Linked DNA regions of Mus musculus: all the other regions are linked to region 1. The links are chromatin contacts, called in public HiChIP or PLAC-seq maps. All regions are on one chromosome and are shown on one strand. The core of a region is the stretch at or near the end of the contact, and the rest is flanking DNA. Distances in the headings are between cores, read along the strand shown.

The links. HiChIP or PLAC-seq counts read pairs in DNA pulled down with a chosen protein or histone mark.
Region 2: a FOXA1 HiChIP or PLAC-seq map of pancreatic cancer cells shows a contact between it and region 1. The contact joins two enhancer-like sites. A contact is called at or near these places in 2 of 484 Hi-C or Micro-C datasets (both in the AML12 cell line), 1 of 115 datasets of contacts at active chromatin or transcription factors (pancreatic cancer cells) and 1 of 9 other capture datasets (pancreatic islet).
Region 3: a contact with region 1 is called in a CTCF HiChIP or PLAC-seq map of the NIH/3T3 cell line, with 5 read pairs. The contact joins two enhancer-like sites. A contact is called at or near these places in 1 of 15 datasets of contacts at CTCF or cohesin (the NIH/3T3 cell line) and 1 of 115 datasets of contacts at active chromatin or transcription factors (pancreatic cancer cells).
Region 4: a FOXA1 HiChIP or PLAC-seq map of pancreatic cancer cells shows a contact between it and region 1. The contact joins two enhancer-like sites. A contact is called at or near these places in 1 of 115 datasets of contacts at active chromatin or transcription factors (pancreatic cancer cells) and 1 of 9 other capture datasets (embryonic stem cells).
Region 5: a FOXA1 HiChIP or PLAC-seq map of pancreatic cancer cells shows a contact between it and region 1. The contact joins two enhancer-like sites. A contact is called at or near these places in 1 of 115 datasets of contacts at active chromatin or transcription factors (pancreatic cancer cells) and 1 of 9 other capture datasets (embryonic stem cells).

Annotation. Positions count from the first base shown.
Region 1 is chr17:71,087,762-71,090,617 of GRCm38.p6, reverse strand. Myom1 (myomesin 1) reads right to left here. Exons shown (of 37, transcript NM_001083934.1): 20 at 611-795. Among named protein-coding and RNA genes, the nearest start is that of Myom1, 70 kb to the right of the region's middle. Within about 2 kb of position 1,512, at least 97 of the 459 cell types and tissues checked have an H3K27ac peak or open chromatin away from gene starts, as enhancers often do. A contact at or near this core is called in the NIH/3T3 cell line and pancreatic cancer cells, where this site is marked.
Region 2 is chr17:71,354,189-71,357,056 of GRCm38.p6, reverse strand. The region is part of intron 44 of Smchd1 (SMC hinge domain containing 1); the gene reads left to right. Among named protein-coding and RNA genes, the nearest start is that of 4930471L23Rik, 40 kb to the right of the region's middle. Within about 2 kb of position 1,311, at least 21 of the 459 cell types and tissues checked have an H3K27ac peak or open chromatin away from gene starts, as enhancers often do. A contact at or near this core is called in pancreatic cancer cells, where this site is marked.
Region 3 is chr17:70,745,550-70,748,249 of GRCm38.p6, reverse strand. All of the region lies in intron 6 of Dlgap1 (DLG associated protein 1), which reads right to left. Among named protein-coding and RNA genes, the nearest start is that of Gm36746, 29 kb to the right of the region's middle. Within about 2 kb of position 1,354, at least 199 of the 459 cell types and tissues checked have an H3K27ac peak or open chromatin away from gene starts, as enhancers often do. A contact at or near this core is called in the NIH/3T3 cell line and pancreatic cancer cells, where this site is marked.
Region 4 is chr17:70,706,016-70,708,715 of GRCm38.p6, reverse strand. All of the region lies in intron 5 of Dlgap1 (DLG associated protein 1), which reads right to left. All of the region lies in intron 1 of Gm36746 (a long non-coding RNA gene), which reads left to right. Among named protein-coding and RNA genes, the nearest start is that of Gm36746, 10 kb to the left of the region's middle. Within about 2 kb of position 1,270, at least 57 of the 459 cell types and tissues checked have an H3K27ac peak or open chromatin away from gene starts, as enhancers often do. A contact at or near this core is called in pancreatic cancer cells, where this site is marked.
Region 5 is chr17:70,727,362-70,730,244 of GRCm38.p6, reverse strand. The region is part of intron 6 of Dlgap1 (DLG associated protein 1); the gene reads right to left. Among named protein-coding and RNA genes, the nearest start is that of Gm36746, 11 kb to the right of the region's middle. Within about 2 kb of position 1,469, at least 181 of the 459 cell types and tissues checked have an H3K27ac peak or open chromatin away from gene starts, as enhancers often do. A contact at or near this core is called in pancreatic cancer cells, where this site is marked.

The sequences.
Region 1 (2,856 bases), core at 263-2,762:
TGTTGGTCTTCCCATGGGCTTGTCCTTCTAGCCACTCCTCATTTCACATGCTCGGATTACCAACACCGGTGTGAACCGATTGGTGAGAATGCTGTAATGAAAATCTCAGTGGCTATGGTCATGTCACACTGATTATGCCATGGAATCCTATTTCTTGTCCTGCTGGGTCTTTAAAGGCTTCAGGCACTCTGTCTGTCCCCATGCCGGGCAGGGGGAACAGTCTTCTTTGGCTCACAAGACACAGCCCACACAAGTAAGAGAACCTGCTGCTTATAAGCAACACCTGCGTGTGAGTGAGGCGCGGGTTCAGTGAGCTCACTCAGGGGATCTAGAGTAAGGGTGAGGTGAAGGTCAAGGGTCAGTGAACCCAGTCCAGTAGGCGCTCCATGTTCATGCAAGCATAAAGAATTTGGGTGAAAGGTCACCCATGTTTCAAGAGTCAAAAAGACAAAAAAAAAACAAACAAAAAAACCCCAACACTGATGACTGCCAAGAGGATGGAATCTTACCAGGAGCCTAAAATATGAAACTGGGTCTGACTATGTTAGCTTAGTGTTAGTAGTTTTCCTGCTTAGGGAGAGGAAGCTCTGAGTCACAAGCAGCCTCTCACCCTCAGGTACTTGTTCACAATGGCTGCCTCATTAAGTCCTCGCCATTGGTCATCTTTGGCACTGGCTTCCTTCAGGTCCACAAAGTAACCCGTGACTGGAGTCCGGCCTGAGTAGACTGGAGGCTTCCACTGGAGAACCAGGGAGTTCTTCCTGACTTCACTGAGCTTCACGCTGTGTGGTGGTCCTGAGTCAGGGAGAGAGAGCGGCAGAAGTCTGTGTACGTGAGGAGACTCGCTCTGAGCACACTCCTATGTCACCCTTAGGGTCTCTGAGCTGACCCTCAGGATGGCATTCTCTTTAAGAAACCTATCAGTCTCCTGAAAGCAGGCATACTGTAGCCACTGCAAGTGTCCATGGCTGCTATACGGCCACTTGAGCACAGGCTGTTTTAGGGTAGACACAATCCTCACTTATTTCAGTCACTCTGAGGGTAACTAGCACACATCCTCAGGAGCCTTGACAACTTTCTGAAGAAAAGATCCTGCGATGTGTGCTGTGTGTACGTGGCTGCATTTTTTTCCACTCTAAACTATGATGTCACCATGTGTACCTTTTTGTGACCACTGGCTGTTATTCAAGCGCATATCTCTTTTCTTCTTTCAAATAAACAACTTCTGTCGAGCCATCCGATCAGAATCACCTGACATGACTCACAGTGACTCGACACCAACTGCAAACACTGACGTTGCCGTGCTAGGCTTCAGCCTTATGCAACTGGCAGTTCAATATTTGCCTTCTTATTTACTTTGGTTTAGCAATTTCAAGTAGGTACCGTTCTTGTTTCCTAATATTTTCTATGAAAGTATATTTAAATATTATTATCAAATAGTACGGCATGTTCTGCTCAGCGAAGGGCTTTGGTGACTATGAACTTGGGTCATCCTTGCAGCCAGTGGGGCAGTCAGCCTTCTCTACAGGTGGACTAGATGCTGCTCTGTCACCTCTGAGAAGAGGAAGGCCACAGTTCAAGTCCTGACCCTGCCACTTACTTGTTCCCCTTGTGACTCTCCATGTGTCATTTAAGTCGTACCTTAGGTTAGTCACCTTCACAAGGGAAGGAAGGCAAAGCACTGTGTTTAGAACAGCTCCTGACAGCTGCTTGCCCAACGCTCCTCCCTAAGTCAAGGACACATCAGGGAGGTTTCTGGGATGCTTCTCTACTGAGCCCACCCTGCAACTGTTTCATCAGCATGCTTCCTTTGTGGGGGCTAAGTCTGTAGACAGTCACATTGAACTTTCAGAACTGTAAGAATTTGGAAACAGATCTACCTGTGTGGCGGTGGCAGAAAGGATTTTTTAACACCTGGCTCAAAGGCAGGTGTTTGCCTCTGCAGATCTGCTGGTGTTGAACAAGGCTTGAACCAACTCCTGTTTCTTTTTGCAAACTTTGTATTCACATTTGGAGGAAGGAAAGCAGAGAGGTATTTGCTGAGTAGGGCAACATGGTAGTTCTTCAGGAACACGGTTTCGGGGCTTCAGACAGAGGAATTTGTAGAAGAATGGGTGGAGAGGGCAGGGTGGCTGCCCACACAGGTTGCCTTTGTGTGATCTGAACTGTTCATACAACTTACGATACTAACAGACAGTTGTTCGATATGCTGATTATAAAACCAAGGAGTTCTGTGTACATGGGTCAGAAATCAATAGCAAAATTAAATCATCTACCATGGGCCCATTACTAGTTGGGACCTTAATGACTTAGTAAGTCTGTTAATATTTAACGTTTATATGTGTTTGGGTTTATGGCACCATATGAGGCATAAACATGGGTAAGTTTTTCTGCTTACTTCTTTCTTTTCTTCCTCTTGTATCCAGCCACCCCCAAGGACAACCTCCAAAGCAGACTATTTGCTAATCAGATTCCATGACTGTTGAGGGGAGAGTGTGGTATGTGGACATATAGATACTAGGGCTTAGTAGAGAGAAGCCAGGCTCATAGCCCACTCAGGCATGATAAGCCAATGTAGGCAACTTAGTGGAGAGCTAGGAAGAGGAGGGAGGGCAGATAACTGGGAGAAGCCACCATCTCTGCCTGACCTCTAGGGAGTGATTTGGGTATTGGTAGGTGTGTGCTTCAGAGAAGGGGAGAGCAGTGTCGAAGGATGTGGTAAATGGTTCTGGAAGTAAATCTGCAATGCTCTTAATTGGCCTTTAAGAGACAAATGGAAGAAAGTTCCCAAGTGCTCACTTGGCTCAAAGTGTGTATTTCGGCCAGTCTCCCAAACAGAGGCTGAGCAATGGCAGC
Region 2 (2,868 bases), core at 62-2,561, 270 kb before region 1:
ATGATATATAAACAAATGACTGACCTTGTTAAAACCAATGCAAAACTTACCATTAATTTGAAACAAATTAAAATGAAATGAGTGTAGTATCTAAAACTGAAAAGGGACAGTCTCATATTGGAAAAGCTCTAACTTGCATGTATAATTGAAATTTTTTATCTCATATCTGTTGGGTTGGAAGTTCATGGTCAGAGTGATTGGCAGAGGTGATTTCTTCTAGGAGCCATGAGTGAAGGAAGAGTCTGTTTCAGAGCCTCTCGCCTTTCCTTGTAATTGGCTATCTTCCTCATGTCTCTTTTAATGTATGTGTCATCATGTCTGCCTTTCCCCTTTCTGAGGACAGCAGTGACACTGGATTAGAGACTGAACAACCTCAGCCTGATCGTTTCTGTAAAAATACCATCTCTAAGCTGGGTGTAGTGGTTCACAGTCTCATTTTATTTTATTTTTTAAATTTCTATTTCAACTTTACCATTTTTTTTGATATTGTATTTATTTACATTTCAAATGTTATTCCCCTATCCCATTCCCCCTCCCCCTGCTTCTGTGAGGGTGTTCCCCCACCCACCCACCCACTCCTGCCTCCCCGCCCTGGCATTCCCCTACACTGGTGTATCGAGCCTTCACAGGACCAAGGATCTCTCCTCCCACTGATGCCAGATAAGTCCAGCTTCTGCTACATATACAGCTGGAGCCATGGGTCCCTCCATGAGTACTCCTTGGTTGGTGTTTTAGTCCCTGGGAGCTCTGGGGGCTCTAGTTGGTGGATTATTGTTGTTCTTTCTATGAGGTTGCAAACCCCTTCAGCTCCTTCAGTCCTTTCCCTAATGCTCCACTGGGGACACCGTGCTCAGTCCAATGGTTGACTGCAAGCACCCACCTCTGTATTTGTCAGGCTTTGGCAAAGCCTCTCTGGAGACAGTTGAGGCTCCTGTCAGCAAGCACTTCTTGGCATCCACAGTAGTGTCTGGGTTTGGTGTCTGTATATGGGATGGATCCCCAGGTGGGGCAGTCTCTGGATGGCCTTTCCTTCTGTCTCTGCTCCACACTCTGTCCCCGTATTTCCTTTAGACAGGAGTGTGAGTACAAGGCTAACATGCACAATATACTGAGCTCTCGGCCAGCCTAGGGTGGACTGTGAAAGGGAAAATCCTGTCTCGTATTTAAAGGCCACATGATGTTATACCAGTGCTTCTCAGCCTTTAAAGCTGCAACCTTTACTAACATTCCTCATGTCATGATGGCCACCCCCCACCATAAGGTTATTTCATTGTTACTGCATAACTGTAAGTTTACTTCTGTTATGAATCATAATGTAAACATCTGACATGCACGATACCTGATATGTGAGCCTCCCGAGGGATTGCCAACCCACTGGTTGAGAACAGTGGAAGTTATGGGGTCAAGAGCATAATGATTTTGAAAGAACAAAGTTCTGTTTACTGTTTGTTGGTGCCTTTGCAGGCAGCTAGGCTCACCAGCATTTAGCATCTTTACAAGAGGGCAGTTTACCACTGGAGTATCTTTAATTGTTTAATAACTTACATTCTTTTGTGTTTGTAGGCCTTTGTCTTAGGGTTTCTAGGTTTTTTTATGTTTTTGTTTTGTTTTGTGTTGTTTTTCAAGACAAGGTTTCTCTGTGTAGCCCTGGTTATTACCCTGGCATTCTTTCTATATACCAGGCTGGTCTCTGCTTCCCAAGGGCTGGGTTAATTAAAGGCAAGTGCTACCTCTACCACCACCCCACCCCCAGCTCAGCCTGCTCACTGGGCCATCTATGTAGCTCCTGCCCCCAGTTTTACCTTGTGTTCACCTTTAGAAAGCATATAAGTCCAAATCAAAACCAAGAATGCATAATCATTTCTCTTACCAAACCAAGTAATTTGAAATTTGCAGACTTTTAGCTCACTACCAGGCAGTGGTGGCATATGCCTTTAATCTCAGCAGAGGCAGACAGATCTCTGAGTTTGAGGCCAGTTTAGTCTTCAGAGCCAGTTCTAGGACAGCCAGGACTACACAGAGAAACTCTGTCTTGAAATAACAAACAAAAAAATTTGGCTCACTAAATTTACTGTATTTTTTTTTCAATTCAATTTTTTTCAATTAGCCCACGCCTGTAGACCTAGCCTACAGCTAGCTGGCTCAGAGAGTTTAATCTCATGGTGACATTGCACATCAAACAGTAAAGTGACCACTCATATTGTTGTACTTTAAGGGTCTTTTCAATGGCAGATTTAACACCAAAAATAAATAAAAGTGCCAGTTTTCTGGAAGAGCATCTGTGATGTTCCTCTGGCATTATACTTTTTTAAGATGTAATTTTATTTCTATAAATTATATATAGTCTATGTAAATATTTCATATAATTCAGATACTATTTAAGCTTTAACGTTAGATTGGATTAGATGTTTGTAATGTGCTGAATTATAATGCTCTTCGATCACACTTGAGGGTGGTGAGTGTGAGTGTGTGTGTGTGTGTGTGCGTGTGCGTGTGTGTACAGGCCGGAGGAGGATATCAGATGAAGTGCTGCACTAGCTGTAACCTTTCCTTAAGCCAGGGTCTCACTGACACTGGAGCCTGCGCGTTGGTCCGGGTGGAGTGGGTTGGTGTGGGGTTAGGAGGCTGGCTGGTTAGCAAGCCCATTGACCCACCTGTTTCCACAGCCCCCGCCCCTGGCAGTAGTGGGTGTGAGTGCAACCACATGAGCTCTTCTGTGTGCATGCTAAGAATCCACATCCCGTTCCTCACGCTTATATGCTAGAACACTCTTACCATTGCCTGATCTCCCGTAGCCCCTTCAAGCGCTTTTTAATGTGCATGCTGTTTCTCTGTGGGGATATGCTGTAACTTAGTGAGCTTTCTGTA
Region 3 (2,700 bases), core at 105-2,604, 340 kb after region 1:
GAAAAGGGGGTGGGAAAAACAGCTAGGAGCTAGGCTCCCTCGATAGGGGTTAACCAGCTTTCCTAACCGTCAGGTAAAGAGGCTCAGCTGCTGAGAATAATCCCAGAAAGTTTTAAGTAGGAGCCTTTCCTTCTACATGTAAATAGCCGAGTCATTGCCTCCTTGCTAAACCAGGAAGTTAGATACCAGAGCCCGCAGTGATTCATTTGTTGCCCTACGCTCGCTCTGGCTGTTGGATAAAAAGTTAGGAAGAGCAAGAAATCGACTTTAAATCCCAGCTCTGTAAGGGAATTCCTCCCGGGAGGGATGAATGCGGTCCGCACAAAGGAGCCCCGTTGACATCTCATTTACAATCTCCCCCCAGGACACAGACAAGACCGCCTCCATAAACCGGCTCAGAAACACCCATTGTTCAAAATCTCCCATTAGCAACAAGACGCCTAGGCTTTGCAAAAGAAAAGATTTGGGAGGAGGAAGCCTGGGACTGGGGAGGGGCTGGGGAGGCTGCGCAAAGAGACAGGAAAGATATCCTTTGAGCCTCTCTGCGAGAGAGTGCGTGCAGAATAAACTTCATGGCGTTTCTATCTTTTAGTTTCCCTAAGAAATGCCTGGAAGAGTCCCAGACTAGTAATTGTGAACTCTAAATTTCATGTTAGCCCAATGCAGAAACTTCTGTCAACAGGATTGATAAATAGACCATGCTCTACCTAACACACATATTCTCCGTCTTGAAAAACCTGATTCCACCACAGCAAAGCCCAGCTAAGTCTTTAGTAGACGTTGTTTGTTTTGAGTAGTCCTCAAACCTGCACTGGTACACTGAGTTCTTGGTCAGCTCCATCATTTTGTTTCTTGCCTTAATAAAAGCTTGAAAAGTCTTGTAATTATACAATGCTGTTTTTTGGATACACCTTAAATTACAGAATACATTTGGGTTTACAAAAAAAAAAAAAAAAAAAAAAAGGAGAGGTGGGATTTAAAAACCAAAACAAGACAAACCAAACCAAACCAAACCAAACCAAACCAAACCAAACCACTCTATCTTTATACACCTTGTCTAGCCCCAAATCCCTGACTTTTGAGAACCCATGGTTCAAGCCTGAATTCTGGCCATGATCTTTCTGATCCTCCTCCTGTCTCTTAGCTCATTCTGCATTCGCTCTATGTCCTGTTTGCTCCATCCTGGGTCTCTGAATCTTTCTATTTATTAATTCCTCTCTGGAGTGTCACAGCCACTTCCTACCTTAGGTTTCTACACCTCCAGGTTGTGATTTATTAATGAGTCATGGGATCAGCCGAGTGAGTCATGCAGTTTCACTGTTTAGAAAGTGTTTAAATAGAAACACTAGCATGCCCTGTGGTTAGGAACGGCATCGTTGCATGAAGCGTGTTTGTCCGGACCTGCGTACAAAGTAGGGGACAGGCCAAATGCTTTTGTTTGTCAAAAGTATTTTCTAATTGGGCATCCTGGATGATCAATTTTTCCCTGCGTTCAAAGTGCTGTACGTACTTGGAGCCACAGCCTGTCACCCTCCCTGGCTTACAAATGTCCCCTGAGGCAGGTATCCTGGCTGGGGCTGAGGACCCCGCCCCTTCCCCATTCTGCTAGCCTTAAGGCCCCAAGATCCCCCTTTCCTGACCAATCATACTTTAGTTTATTCAAAGCACTCAAGTTTCCTCACTTTGCCTTGGGATTCCTACTGATGGGACTCTTCTCTGTCTTGGTCCAGGTACCAGTGTGGCTGTCACCACCTGCTGGATGACATCTGCACTGACCTTCCAAATGGCTCTCCTCTGTGAAGCAGGGGCTCTACTCTTCTGGTTTGACAGGGTAGTCACCATATTCTGTTATCTTCCCAGTTCCTCCTGAATTTTTTTAAAGATTTATTTATTTATTTATTTATTTATTTATTGTATGTGGGTACACTTCAGCTGTGTGTAGCAGACACACCAGAAGAGGGCATCAGATCTTATTACAGATGGCCTGTGAGCCACTACATGGTTGCTGGGAATTGAACTCAGGACCTCTGGAAGAGCAGTCGGTGCTCCTAACTGCTGAGCCATCTCTCTAGCCCCTCCTGAATTTAAGTCTGCAAGAGGGCATTCTGTTGGCAGATGTGTTGCCTTGTGTGTGGCCTATGTGACTGGTTCATTCTCTGTTCCACCCTCATCTTGGTTTTCTCTGTGGAGAGGATGTCTTTATGCCTGAAGTCCCTCTTCTGGTGAACTGGTCAAAGCTGGTTGGATCTGATATGCAGCCGGAGTGACTACTACGTGCTAAATGACATGCCTTCCAAAGCCATGACATTTGTCAACTGCCATGGACACAGTAGGGGAGAAGGAAGGCCACCTCAACAGGAGTTGAGTGGTCCAGGAGGCAGTACCCAAGTTTCCTGAGAAACAAACCTTTAGGCACCCCCAGGACAGACATGGATGCTTCTCTGTTAGCTTGTTCTTGCTCTCACTCACTCGGCTGTAACCTCCTGACCCCCAAAGATTGGAAAGTTGATTTTCAGCACTCATTTTCTTACTCTTGGACAGGGATGAAAGACTCTATCACTCAACTGATGTCTAGGACAGGCGTGGCTGCCGAGAGCTGTCTCACAGCAGGATGCATGTGGAAACATAACAGTAAACTCAAGACCGCTCCAAACCAGCTGGGACCAGCATGGCCTGAGATGACAGCTAACTGCCTGGTAT
Region 4 (2,700 bases), core at 21-2,520, 380 kb after region 1:
GCTATGAATGGCCATGGTAGATGCCTCTCTCCAATGTGCTAACAGTTTGATGAAGTTGTTTTTGTTTTTTTTCTTATTTTTCGAGATAGGGTTTCTCTGTGTAGCCCTGGCTGTCCTGGAACTCACTCTGTAGACCAGGCTGGCCTCAAACTCAGAAATCCACCTGCCTCTGCCTCCCAAGTGCTGGGGTTAAAGGCATGTGCTACCACTGCCCAGCTTGATGAAGTTTTTATAGTTACAGAACAAAGTCATAAATCAAGACATTTAAAAAATATATTGGTGAGACTATTAGGTATGACTGCTGAGGGGGATAACTCCGATCTTAGGTGCAATCTGATGGCATTCTTAGCCTCTGGGTTGGAGGAAGCGTGTAGCCTGTTAGAACATTCCAGAAGGATTTACCTGAATAGTCACAAGGGTGTTACAAGGTCAAACATGGGTGGGCAATGAATGACTGTTAAGGGGCTAAAGATTGCCCAAGGGACTTGGGGTCCAGATTCATAGCATCCCGCTTTCCAATATTCCAAGCGTTAACCAAGCTTTGTGGGTCCTCCCTCCCTCCCTCCCTCCCTCCCTCCCTCCCTCCCTCCCTCCCTCCTTCCCTCCCTCCTTCTGTTTCTTTCCTCTCCCCCTTTCTTTCTTTTTCAAAGGCAAGGTTTCACTAAGTAGTCCTGACTGGCCAGGAACTCAGATCTGCTAGTGTCTGTCTCCAACAGGCACGAGCACACTGGGCTAGCCTTGTGGATGCTTTAACACCGTGAGATTCATTTATTTTTCCTGCTTGCTCAGTTCCCATAGGCAGGCGGTCTACCACTGAGTCACACTCGCCACCTGGTTCTGTGGACCCGATGTCTGTAGTTGGAGATAGGGGGAGTCCATCCACTCGCAAAAAAAAGTCTTTGTCTTTTAAGTTGAACACGCTTCACCAGGTCAGAGCTTCGGAGCTGCAGAGATTGCTCTCCTCATTTTCTAATAGCCACGTGTTCTGAACCGGTGCCCGGTGCCACCTCTGATCCTTGCCCCACCACTCCCTCCAGGGTGCACAATACCGCATTTATATCTTTTGAATGTGTACCATTTGAAAGCGCAGGGACAGAAGGCAGATGCAGGCACACCTTTGATCTTTCATCCTTGCGGGTTAAGTGAGGGCAGACACCTGGCAGCTGCGAACTGGAAACAAAATGATGCCTGGGACTGGAATGACCTGAAACGCTGCAGTGGCTGGGCCGCAGGGGCATGGAAGCTGACTCTGTATGCAGGCAGAGGACCTGATCTCGGGTAGCACCTTGAACGACCTGGCTGGGGCTGGCTGGGGCTCAAGGACTTACTAGGCAAGAGGGCAGAAAAGATCCGGCAGCTGCATTAAGCAAAGTCAACAAACTATGCAGAGATGGCAGCTCAGCACCGGTGCCGACGGGCTATTCCGGTGAAAGTGCATTTAGAGTGCTCTTGTTCCTTCGTGGTACTCTAAAGGATTCCTTTTAGGTACAGAGATGTCACAAATGCTTCAGGTTCCCAAGTCCTCGGCGGGACCGTATTGCCCCCTGGCGTCCATGTGCTGTTACTACGTCTTTGCCCAGGAAGCCAGAGCCGTCAATCACATCCATGAAAGGCGGAGCTTCCAGTTTTCCGCACATGGAGAAGTTTGGCAGTACAGGATTGAAAGGCAGTTTTAAACCCTAAGCCAGACCTGGGAGGGAACTTCGGAATTAAAGTTCCTCCTTCCCCACTCTGTGCCTGGCCTTCTGAATGTTCCAGAAGCTTCGAAAAGAAATAAGTCAGATTTGAATCTGCTGGTTTTTAATATTGGTGGTCGTGTGGTTACTGCACCCTGCTTCTTTTCAGTCAACTCAAAAGTGGCCCGGGCTAGAAAACCTTTCCTGACTTCTCTTCAGCGATTGCTTCGTGATAGGTGTTGGATGCCTCTCTGCTGTCAAGCTTCTCCGACTGTATGGGAAGGCAAGGGCATGGAATATTCCTGAACTGCATCTGCAGCCGCTGGGATGAGGCTTCTGTTCAGTAAAAACGTGTCCAGTAATAAACAGTTGCGTACCGTCCACACGGGGCGAAAGCATCAGGGCTTGATCAATACAGCAACCCTACCCAAGGCAAGAAGTCAACTTCTGGGTGGGAAAGAGAAGTGTGTTCATGTGTGTGTGTGTGTGTGTGTGTGTGTGTGTGTGTGTGTGTGTGTATGTGTGTGTACACACAGGTGTGTGAATGCACGTTTGTGTGTGTGGGGTGTCTCCTGGCACCTTCCCTTGTAGCCTGATATTTACATGGGTTCTGGGAATTGAATTTGAGGTCAGCATCTTACTGACAGAACCTTCTCCCAGTCAGTATTTTGTTCTGAACACAGCTATGCTTGCTTTTAGATTTTTTTCTTTTTTAACAACAACAGGCTCTCAGGTAGCCTAGCCTGGCCTCCAGGTCTAACCAAGGCTGACCCTGAACTCCTGATCCTCTGCATCTGCTGTTCATGTCCCGGGATCACAGACATCTGGTCACTGTGCCCTCCCTGCTCATATTACACATTGATTTATTAAACAGCATCATGGCAGAAGGCACGACTCCTGACTGTCAAGGGTTTACATTTTAGAGTCATACTGAGCCAACAGGTACCAATATTGTCTGCTATCCTTGTGACTTTGGGAAAAAAAAAATCACTTGATCTTTTTGTGTCTTTTTCCTCAGCTGTCA
Region 5 (2,883 bases), core at 220-2,719, 360 kb after region 1:
CCACACTGGGCATACTTTGAGCATATGAGACCTCAAAGTTGGCCCCCATAGTGACACACTTCCTCCAACAAGGTCACACTTACTCCAATAAGGCCATACCTCCTAATAGTGCCATGCCTTATGGGCTAAGCATATAATGCATGAGTCTATGGGTCTGTCTTAATTAGGGTTTTACTGCTGTGATCAACAGACACCATGACCAAGGGAACTCTTATATGTTCAACATTTTATTGGTGTTGGCTTGCAGGTTCAGAGGTTCAGTCCATTATCACTAAGGTGGGAACATGACAGCATCCAGGCAGGCATGGTACAGGAGGAGCTGAGAGTTCTACATCTTCTTCTGAAGGCTGCTAACAGAATACTCACTTTCAAACAGCTAGGATGAGGGTCTTAAAATCCACACCCACAGTGATACACCTACTCCGAAAGGGCTACACCCTCTCATAGTGCCACTCCCAGGGGCCAAGCATATACAAACCATAACAGGGTTCATTACTATTCATACTTTGTAATACTGAAGGACTGTGCCTATTTATGTATCTGTCTGTCTATCATATAACTATCCTTTCTCACCATTTATCTACCTACTATCTATCAACAGTCTTTATATTTATTTTACTGTCTATTCAGTTCATCTCTTTAGCCACCAGGGACATATTTTTAGAACCTCAGTATGTGCTTGAAACCTCCATTTACATAGAGCCCTCTGGATGATGATGATGATGATGATGATGATGGTGATGGTGGTGGTGGTGATGGTGATGATGAGGAGACTTGTAACATCTTTATGCAGACCCAGGACTAACTTGTCCTTCCGTGTCTTAAGTCCCGCTGCCTCCATTCCATTACTACTCTTGCGTTTTGGAACCATTACTGAGTAAAAGAAGAATTTCTTAAAACAGCAGCACTGTGGTACCATAGCAGTCAATCTGACAACCAAGAGAGCTGCTAAGTGAGTAATTAAGGGGCTACTAAGTAGCTAATGACCCTACAAACTGGTGCGGGCATGCTGGGCACAGGATGACTCATGCCCAGGTGGGGACAGGGGAAGATACTATGTTGCTCAGAGTAATGCTCACCCTACAGCTCATGACTTGTTTATTTCTGGAATTTTGCGGGCAGTCGTTCTACCCTGTGGTTGACCGGGTAAGTGAAAGTAAAGAGAATAAAACCCCACAGATAAATGGGGACTACTGGATTTCCTGCTTCCTAATCTGGCATTTGCCGGTCTTTCTCCTTGCAGGGGTAGGGGTGTGTGTGTGTGTGTGTGTGTGTGTGTGTGTGTGTGTGTGTGTGTGTGTGTTGCATGAGTCAAGACCTAGGGCCTCACCCATGCTGGGCAACCACCCAACTGCTGAGTCACATCCTCTCTCTTTCTTTACTTTTTCTTTCCCCATTTATGAGACAGGGCTTTACTGTGAAGCCCTGACTGGCCTGCAGCTCACAGAAATCTGCCTGCTTTTGTCTCCTGAGCACTGGAGTTAAAGGCATGTGCCACCATGCCTGGCTACCATCCCTTTCTTTACTGTGTCTCTTGCCCCTCCTGGAAAGATTCTCTTCCTGGATTATGCACATGATCCCTGTCCTTTCTCAGTCCTTTGAAGCTGTCTTCTTAGGAGAACATACCGGAAACCGCATAATCTTTTATTTCTGTTTATGTTTTTGAGACTAAGTTTGACCATTTAGTCCAGGCTGGCCTTGAACTCCATCCTCCTGCCTCAGATTTCCTCCTGTCACAACTCATGGTAGAACCCACATCTTATTCGTCTTTGAATACTAACATTACAGAGCGCTTGGCTCCGTGTGTCTTTTTTCAGCTATTCTTTTTTTTTTTTAAAGATTTATTTATTTATTTATTATATGTAAGTACACTGTAGCTGTCTTCAGACACTCCAGAAGAGGGCGTCAGATCTTGTTACAGATGGTTGTGAGCCACCATGTGGTTGCTGGTATTTGAACTCCAGACCTTCGGAAGAGCAGTCGGGTGCTCTTACCCACTGAGCCATCTCACCAGCCCCCCTTTTTCAGCTATTCTTTTGTCTACTTTAAATGAGTTCATCTGTCTCACTAATGTTGCTGACATTTTCCCAAGAATAAAATGGACCTTGAGATGTTCCTGATTATCTAATGCACAAGAGTGGGGAGGGGGAGGAAACTCTGCCCTTTACTGTTGTGTGTTTCAAATTCTGCATTTATGGATATTTTCAGGGCAGTTAATGAGGAAAAGGCTAATCAAGGAGTTTTACTTCTTGATAATAAAAACACTATGTATGTATGTCTAGAGTATATGCACGTATGTGTGTGTCAAAGAACAATCTATACTTGGCTCTCCTTCTACAGTGTAGATGTGGGGTATTGACCTCAGGTCAGCAGGCTTTGGATCAAGTGCCTTTACAGAGCTGTCTCACTTCACACTTCTTCCTAACTTTCTAGTAATATACAATGCAGAAGCTGGAGGCTAGAGATGTAGCTCAGTTGGTATAATGCTTGTCTGACATGCCTGAAGCCCTGGGTCCAATCACTAGCACCCGCAAAACAAAGTATGGTGGTGCATATTTGTAACCACAGCCCTGGAAGCAGAGGTAGGAGATGAAAGAGTTCAAAGTACCCTCAGCTACATAGCTAGTTCATGGCCAGCCTGGGTAACATAAGACCCCTGACCCAAAAGAATATTTTTATTCTTTTGTTAGATATCCCTAGGAAAAGTCTCCATCTTGCTTGTCCATTAGAAGCAGGCTTAGTTTATTGACTAGGAGAGGCCATACTTTTCTTCTGGGACATTTTCTCATTTCTGTGATTTTATTCTTTTATGGTTTATCTATTTATATTTTATGTATATGAATGTTTTGCCAGTATGTCATATGCCATGTATGTACCTGATGT